2 separate regions of the Sus scrofa genome follow, and region 2 is linked to region 1. Evidence: chromatin contacts called from public promoter capture Hi-C data. All regions are on one chromosome and are shown on one strand. The core of a region is the stretch at or near the end of the contact, and the rest is flanking DNA. Distances in the headings are between cores, read along the strand shown. Region 1 holds the start of SH2B3 (SH2B adapter protein 3). Region 2 overlaps SH2B3 (SH2B adapter protein 3).

Region 1 (4,272 bases), core at 1,563-4,062:
TATTGTTACATTATTATATTTAATGTTATCAATCCTTTTGTTATTAACCTTGTACTGGTTAATCTTTGTTATTGTTATTAATACCAGTTGTTAATATCACTATTAATGGCCCTAATAAATATTTATTAATGGTTATTAACTACTGTTTCGTTACTGTTACTAATTCTGAGCGTCTCCGGCCCCCGGAACTTGGCAAGCAGTGGGTGCGCTCCGGTTCAGCGGTTTTTCACCCTCGGAAGGAAGGGCGGTCTGCTGCGCCAAGACCGCCTGGCTTGTTTTCGGGGAATTCGAATAAACCTCTTTCCCCCTTTGGGCCCCAGTGACCTGTGAAGTGGGAGGAGCCAAGGGCGGCCAGCCTACCGCGGAGACGAAATCGCTGCTCAGAGCCCTGATGCTCTCAAATCTAGGGCAAGGCGGTGGAGGGGTATTCGCTGTAAACCCTTTGCCTTTCTAAGGAAAAACAAAAGCAGAGCGAGAAGTCTCCGATCGCGGAGAGCACTGAAACAAGAAACTGGACTGCGGAGGGGACGCGTGGCAAGAAGAAATTAAGCGAGAAAGGAAAGCACTTCGGGCCTCAGAGAAATCTGGAGCGAGAAAGGCTTGCACTGTGATTAAAAAGGGGAAGAACCACAAGTCTCCATTTAAGTCAGCAGAGCTGCTGTCTGGGCAGTGAGAGGGAAAGTGCTTGTGGCTGGCAGATTTCAGCAACCATTTGACAACTGCTGTGTACCTGGCTGCTCTGTTGGTGCCACCTGGCAGCTGTGGGACTGCAGGCAAGTAATTACTCTCTGTGGGCCTCAGTCTCCCCACGAGTAAGAAAGAGAGAATAACTTAGGGTGATCGGGTTAGGCTTCCCTGATAACCTACACCCCTGTCCAGCACCCTCAGCTGATGTATGAACATCCTTGGGGGTTCCCAGCTGCAGACTCTGCAGCTTGAACCCAAAGCTCAACAGGTCCTTCTCTGCAAAACCCTCCATGGCTCTCTATTGCTCCCAAGATAATTCCTACACTTGCCACCAGGACCTTCAAGTCTTCATATGATGGGCCTGCCTTCATCTCTTCCCATCTATTAGCCTAGGTATCACCACCGCTTTCTTGACTTGCCTTGAATGCAGCAAGTTTATTCCCACCTCAGGACCGTTGCACTTGCTATTCCTTATTATACCTGGATCCTTCTTGCTGTGGGGTAGATGGGAGGGGTGATCTCATCTCAAATATTAGATCCTCAGAGAGGCCCTCTGAGCCTCCAGTCTAAGCTTGAGAAGCACTCTCCGTCTTGTAACTGTTTTGTCATCTTCATAATACAGTATCCCATTAATTAATTAATGTTCAGTGTCCCCTCACCAGAATGTCAGCTGAGGACAAGGGATGCCCCCAAGTGTGGGGATATTTGTCTTGTCTTGTTCACTGCTGTGTCCCCAGCACCTAGAACAATGCCTGACACACAGTAGGTATTGAATACATATTTGTGGAAAGCACGTGATTGTGGCCAGTTTCTTCAAGGTTATTGAACTCCAAGGAACCTACAGCAGACGGGCCCCCTTCCGCTATCTGGGTGAAATCTGGAAATCCCCACCTTCTGGGGGAATCCCTTCCTGTAGCTCCAATGGCAGGACTCAGGCCTGATTGTTTAACAAACACTCAAGCAGCAGTGTTTTCCCTTGGGCAGAGCCCTTTGCTAACCGCTCTTTAATGCATTAACTCATTTAATCCTCACAACCCTGTGAAAAGGTGTTATTTCCATTTCACAGATGCGGAAATGGAGGTATGGAGAAGTCAAGTCATTTGCCCAAGGCCAGAAAGAGGGGGAGGCAGTGGAATGGAAGAGTATGCTGTCTGGAAAGGGGTGATGTGGCCCCCCGCAAGCTGGGGGTGTGAGCAACTTGTTTCCTGTTGTGGGAGGGAGAGAAGAGCAGACATTCCTCTCTCTCCTCCCTCTCATGAGCTGGGGGAAGGGCTGGCTGTGTGTATGCTCCACCTCAGGCTAATTGGGGACCCCACTGTGAACCTCACCCCACATAAGGCTCATAGATAAAATGAAAGTAGCCCGGAGGAGACCAGAGGAGGAGGCCCAGAGGGCATGGGAGCAAGCGGTCTAGGAGGGCTTCCTGGTGAATGATGCGCTCCTGGAGTTAGGGGACAGATGAGGGCATAGAGGCCAGTCTATAGAGGCAAGGGCTGAGACAAGAGAAAAGCTGAGGGTGGGGACAGAACCCAACTGGGGGCGCTATGGGGGTCGGCTCAGTAGAGTCAATAGTCTGGGCCGGGCGGGGTTGGGATCCTTCCCCGGGTGATGATGAAAGCTGCGGTCGCTATTGCACTGACCGGCCCGGCGCTTGCAGATAAGGCCCTGCAGGAGGGAGTCGGCAGGGTCGCGCCCCCCGTAAGTCTGGCGCTTCGGCCCGGCCCCGCCCTTAGACTCCGCCTTTCCTTCATCTGGCCCCGCCCCCGCAGAGCGGAGGCACCCGGTGGTCGCTGGAGCTAGGTGGGTGGGCCCAAGGTTGTCCCGCCTCTCCTGCCTTTCGTTCCCTTCTTTAGGCTGCGCGATGCAAAATCGGGTGGGCGAGCTATGGGCGTGACAAAGGCCACGCCCTCTCTCCGGATTCGCGTTTGAGACCCCAGGACCTGGTCAACCGCGGAGCAGGGATGATGGGCGGGGTAAGAGCAGGCCCCGCCCCCCGGGGGCCTGCTCCCCTCTAGCGGTCCGGCTCGCGGGCAGACTGGGGCGGGGCCTCGTGTGGCCCGGCCCTGCCATGGCCCCGCCCCTGCCGTGGCCGCCCTCCCCCGCCGGGCTCTGCTCTCACAGCCGGTTCCTCTTTACATAACGGCGCGGGGCGGCATGGGCTCGGGCCACTGCCTCCGCCCGGCCGCCCGCCCGGACTGTCGCGGCTCGCCGTGGCGACGGCGGCGGCAGCAAAGTTTCCCCGGTGGCGGCCGGGAGGCGCATCCTCCCGCAACTGTCAAGCGCTGGCGGCGGAAATGATGAGGCGCTGGCCATTTTCCGAGCCTGGGTTTCCTGCCTGAGCCCCGCTCGAGCGAGCCGCGAGCCAGGAGCCGGCGCGCGGGAGAGAAGGCGCCCGGGGCTGGGGCCCGCCTGCCCCCTCGGGATTTCGGGGGCCCAGGGGCGCGCGACGCCATGGGCCGGCCGGGCCCGGACCCCCTCTCTCTCAGGTAAGCCTGTCTTTCCCAGCGCTGCCTTCCTCTGGGTCTGGGAGAGCTTTAATGGGGGGAAGAGGAGGGCCCGGGTCCCGTTCTACACAGTGTCTGCGCACTCCCACAGCAACCTAAATATTGTCCTGCAGCTAACTCAGATGAGAGTGTTCTGAGGTGACCGATTCCCAGCTCCTGCGACACCCTCCCAGCCGACACCCCACCCACACACGTGCTGGGGATGTATGGGGGTATAAGTGAAGGTCGTGCGGGAGGCGCTGCCAGAGGATATGGCTAACAGTCCCAGTCCACCTCTTAAGGTAGCTCAGCCAGTCAACTGTGCCTGGTGAGGAGGGGTCAGGGGTCACCTGCTTGGTACCTTGAAAGCGAAAGTAGTAAACCTGAACTCTTGAGAAGGGAAGAGTCATTCGGGAGTTAGACTCAGGCCCCTCCCCACTCTCCCTGGCCAGGCCCATGTGGCTAAGAGGGTAGCCCTCCCCTCCCATTCCAGGACTTGCTCTCCCCATTCCCTGCATCCGGGAGGTAGAATGGCCCATGTAACCCTATGCTGCTGCATTTGAGGGTTCAAAAGGGTTAGGGCTCTCAGAGCTCAGGTCTCTGGGTTGGTACCCTCCCACCCTGGACCTGGGGCTCCAGGGGAATCCTCCCACCAAAAACAATGGGACACAGGTCATTGGCCTTATAGGTCAGCAGGGCTGGGAGGGTATTTCAGAGGCCCCTAATAATGCCTGGTGCAGAAATCCTCCCCCTTCCCTCATTCTGTTCCTGGGACTTTTGGGGCAAAAGGGACTGCATTTGAGGAACTGGGGAGGGGGCCCTGCCTGCCAGTCCACTTTTTTTCTTTAGTTTCCTCATTCTCCTGTTTCTCTTCCCTATTCCTGGGCCACAATGATGTAGGTGAGGAGGTCATTGCCTGCAGCTGGGGGCCTCCAGGGAGGGGAATGGCCAGGCCAAACTGAGTGGGAGGAAGTGAAATTGGGCTGCAGGCAGGGGTTTTGGAACAGAGGGCCTGGCAAAGCCATTTCTGAAGGGCCTGGGTCCAGCTTTGGGAGCTGGAGGGGCAGAGATCTGACTGCCACCCCCTCACCTGGGAGATGAG
Region 2 (4,531 bases), core at 341-2,840, 41 kb after region 1:
TCCTGGATGTTTTCAGAGATGGTAAAGCAGATCCAACCCTGATCTGCATTGGGGTCACCTGTCTTTCCTTCACTGTCCACATATCAAGTAGGTCTCTGTGAATAAGGAATGCTAAAAGCAAAATGTGAGCCAGGAGTAAGCACTATTTTGGATTTCTCAAAGAAAGTCAATGCTGACTTATCACTGGTATAGTTTTTCCCCTTGTCTGCACAGGCAAAGGGCGAGGTAGACAATGAATCAAATAAGTAAGTTCCCTCCCTCCCCTCAGAAGGGTAAACAAACATCTGGGATATGACCTCCTCAAGCCACAGCGGCACTCACTTCTTAGCCTCTTGTCATCGAGTTCTCAGGTAGTGCGGAGAGGCAAGCCAGGCACAGCAAGCAAGCACCTCTGTCCTACTGGCTACAAAGTGCAAGCTCAAACTCTGTGACCGAGTCAACAACTTCCAGATTGCTTCAGTGTAAAATGTTCACAGAGAAGAAAAACATTTCTAAATGTGTTTGAGTTACCAGGACAGCTCAAATACCTTCTGACAAAAAGCTCCCTCATGGCCTGGGAAGAAGTGACACTAAGCCAATGCCTTCTGCTAGAGCAGAGCTGGAGGTGGGGGGAGCAATGGGTTCCTAGGCTTGATATCCTCACAGGCAGTGAGGCAGCTACCCTGATGGCTGCAATCAGCCCACCACAGTCATAGCACATTCCCCCACCCTCCTTCCAGTCCCAGTGTGACCACTGCTGGCAGCAAGAAGCCAAGCCAGCAGCCTCCACTGAGAGCCCAGGCTCTGAGTGCCAAAGGACAGTAAGCCCTCTGGTTATCTCTAGTTACAGACAAGGACAGCTTTGACTGCTCCCATCATCATCCCTTCCTTCATCCGACTTTAATGAACTTTTACAAACTAACAGTCACCAGCACCAAAGAATTAAGTCAACTAACCTGCCTTGAATTTTAGACCAGCAATCCATATGGCTTTATCTGGTATAAATCTTCTGCCTTTGATCATTTCTGGACCGTGTAGGAAAAAGGAATAGCAATTATTAAAATCTTAAGCCAGAGAACACTATTTTTACATAACAGTTTCTTAACCTAAAATCAAGGCCTTGAGAACCCTTCCCTAAGGGTTGCCTGTGATTCCTTCATGCTACTGTTGAGGGCTAAGTCTCTTATTGCAAATGTGAGCGCTAATATCTCCCACAGGCTAGAGGAACTTGATAGTTTATTATCCACTGCCTCTTAACAAGGACACATCTGACATCCAGTGTTTAGCTGGAATAAGCAGCATATTGTAATGACAAAACAGAAAATGGATTCATCTTATAGGCAGAAGGTATTTGGCAAATTTTTATGTATTGTATATGTACTGTATAAGTAACTTATTCTTGAAGAATGCAAATTTTGCTATAATGTACAAACTGCTACATGTGAATTAAAAGGAAATTTTCAGAATCCTGACTTGTTGCCACAGTATTTAAAGTCTCTATAATAACTATGCTCTCTGCAAAGTACTTGGTTTTCCCTGTTTGTCCCCTTCCTAGCTTTGTACATGGCTACATATTTTCAGCCCTCTATACTTATTACAATTTGTGTGTGTGTCTGTCTCCTGCCCCCTACTGGTAAAACAGACTGATGCCTGAATTAGGACAACTTCTAGCACTCATTTGGTTCAGGAGATATTAAAAAGAAAGCTTACAGAATCAGTGGCAGGCTGAGGACGTGGAATTTCAGTGCTGCCCAACTCTGGCCAGCCTTTCTCCTTCTGAAGCAGACCTCTATCCACCAACAGAATATCTCAGTCTTGTCTTTTTCTAGAGATACCTTGAACCAGAACTAAAGGTGAAGAAGAAAAATCATTTGACAGCCAACCTTCCAGGGTATTAAGAAGCAGAGTCAGCCCTTCTGCTCAGATACTCAGTATCCTATAATGGAAAGAGCTCATACAAACACACATTAACTTGGTATCAGTTTTTAAAACTTTTTTTATTTTTTAATTTTTTTTAAAGTTTTTATTTTATATTATCTACAAAGTAAAAGTTTTCCTTTAACTTAAAAGTTGAACCACTGTAGACAGTGATCACTTCATCAAACTTGATTTATAAATAATAATCCGTCAGTTTGACGGTAAGAATTTACTGAACCTTTGTCAAGTTTAGTAAAAGGGCGTTCCAAGTCTTGATTTTTTTTTTTTTTTAAAGCGGTAATAGCAGCAAGAATCACTCTTGTTACTTCTTTTGCTAGCTGATGTGTTCATGACTTTCACGGGTCATTAAAAATAAATAACTTCCAGTTTCAGCAAGCAGAGCTGGGGTACTTGCGGGACTCAGAAACAGCGTATGGAATTATGGAACAGCCCACAAGTTCCTAAATACCTCTACTCGGTCCAAATATCTTCCACTGCAAGTGAACTGTTAGCATTCCTATTGGATGTTACAAGAAATCAACATATAATTTTTTAAAAAGAAAATAAATGAAATTCTAGTTTTCTGTGCTTCCAGTTGGTAGAAGCAGTAGAAGGGAGGAGGGAATTTGGCCTTTCGGTTCCTCCAGGGCAGCCTTACAACTGCTGTTGGTGGTGGGCTTGTACTGTAAAAAAGAAAAGTGAATATTTAAACAGAAAACTGGCAACACCACACATTAAGCCTAGTGAATCTGCAGCACATGACTGTTAACTATCCTTGTGCTAGCTGAATAAGACTCAAAAAATGCAATTCTCTTTACCACCCCCCCACCCCCACATCTGTACCAAAGGGGGAGAGGTAGGTGGGTGGGTAGAAACAAACCAGTCAGACATAAACCACTTCAGATAAAACTCCCAGAAGAGTTGTTGCTCACGGGGTACAAAAAAAGGCCTTAACATACCCCCTCCCCAAAAATAGCCAAGCACCAGTAATTGCTTTCAGAATAACAGGTTAGACTGAAATATCGCCATGGCAGCCATCAAGTATTAGAGCACAATCACGGGCATTCTCTCCCTAGCAGGGAATAGACTGGAGCTAATACTATACTCAAAACCAATCCATACACAGCACTTTCTCATCAGTAGTTGTCTCCAGAGCTACAATCAAACTCTGCCATGGTGGTAACCCCCCACATGTCAGACTGTTGGGACTCAGGAAGGAAAACACTGCCCTGTCCATCCTATGATAACAAGGAAGGCCAACTGAGTCCTAAGCATGCATCAGCTACACAGAATGCTGCTGCTGCTGCTTCTCATCAAGCCAAATCCTGTATACCATCAGAACACACACAGACTGGGCTCTCGGAAGCCTCACACCTGATACTGAGCTGATCATCACAGTCCCTACTGTGCACACTGACGGGTCTTGCTAGTTCTCAGATGCGGGGCTTGAAGCGCTGGCCCTGCCTGCCATTTGACCTGTGCGAGCAGAATGCTTTGGGGTGCCCGGCGGCCCCTGCACACACACGCCTCACCTGAAGGGTGCGTCATATAAGGGAAATGCGCTGTTGTCGAGACTGGAATGGGCTGTAGTGCACTTTGAGCGAGGGCGGCCTGGGGACCGCCGGGTGGCTGTGTCGTCATTAGCATCATTGGCGCATGGGCAGTTGGATGAGAAGGAACCATTCCTGACTGTACATGAGCCTGAAACAGAGAGCTCTTTTACGCATACAGGCAACATCTCCAGCTTAAACAACATGTCAACTGAGTTCCTTTCAGTGGGCTAGGGCTCTCAGGAAAGGGCAACAGTGGTTCAGCCCTCAGGGCCCTTTTTTTCCTCTGGGGACATTCCCTAGTGGATCATCAACTGACCTAAAGACATGTTTCACCCTTTGGCAGAGCCTGCAAGGCTGAGGGAGCAGGCACCCCAGGAGCCTGGGTAAAAGTCAGGGCTGCAATGTCCTAGCCTTCAACATTTCTGATGACTGGACTCTAGGTATGGGGCAAGGTCTTCACGAAGATAAGACCCCGATCCAAGGGCAGCTTTCTCAACTCAGTAGAAGGTTAGATGCAATGATGCTTTAGAATCTGGCTTCCAGGTGGGGCCTGAAATACTTTTACAGGTAACATCCCTTTCATGTAAGGAAGCAGATTATTATATAACAAATGGGCTGTTATCTTCTGTTCTCTTTGTTGGCTCCTCCCCTTCTGCTTCTTGACTGCTCACCAGCACACCTCAGTGAAGAATGAGTCGGCAGTGAGAAAGAGAACCTCAGGCCCCTTGACTCTGCTGAAAGATATGCTGCTAAAGCAGCAGGGGTTGCAGTTAAAGGCTCCCGTGAGGTGGGGAGGGGTGATCTGAAATTATCTGGGCCAGCCCAGTGTCCCTGTACCAAGTGATAGTGAGTTCAGCCTGGTCTCACTGTCAAGATGGAAAGGTTTTTAGTCAGCCCAAACAGCTGGATCCCAGCTCTGCAGGGATTTGGCAGAACCAGGAAAAGCCCTCGTTTCCTGCCTCCCATACTGTGCACTGTTCTAGACCACGGTAAGCCTTAAATGAAATGCTGTTCTAACTCTTCAAATGGACCCAGGACATGCCTGGGCTTCCCTGTAAATGTTAACCTTTTTGCTCTTTCAG

What was found. Promoter capture Hi-C pulls out the DNA fragments that hold promoters and counts their contacts.
Region 2: a promoter capture Hi-C map of fetal liver shows a contact between it and region 1, with 2.7 times the contacts expected there. The contact joins the enhancer-like site here to the promoter of SH2B3 in region 1. A contact is called at or near these places in 4 of 5 promoter capture datasets (fetal liver, fetal skeletal muscle and liver), 35 of 47 Hi-C or Micro-C datasets (adipose tissue, alveolar macrophages, blood and 16 more) and 2 of 2 datasets of contacts at active chromatin or transcription factors (alveolar macrophages and skeletal muscle).

Annotation. Positions count from the first base shown.
Region 1 is chr14:32,620,474-32,624,745 of Sscrofa11.1, forward strand. It overlaps SH2B3 (SH2B adapter protein 3), which reads left to right and starts at 2,813. Exons shown (of 8, transcript XM_001929523.5): 1 at 2,813-3,173.
Region 2 is chr14:32,663,156-32,667,686 of Sscrofa11.1, forward strand. It overlaps SH2B3 (SH2B adapter protein 3), which reads left to right. Exons shown (of 8, transcript XM_001929523.5): 8 at 1-1,451. ATXN2 (ataxin-2) reads right to left here. Exons shown (of 27, transcript XR_002338543.1): 24 at 1,690-1,826; 25 at 936-1,004. Among named protein-coding and RNA genes, the nearest start is that of SH2B3, 42 kb to the left of the region's middle. Within about 2 kb of position 1,591, at least 4 of the 83 cell types and tissues checked have an H3K27ac peak or open chromatin away from gene starts, as enhancers often do. A contact at or near this core is called in fetal liver, where this site is marked.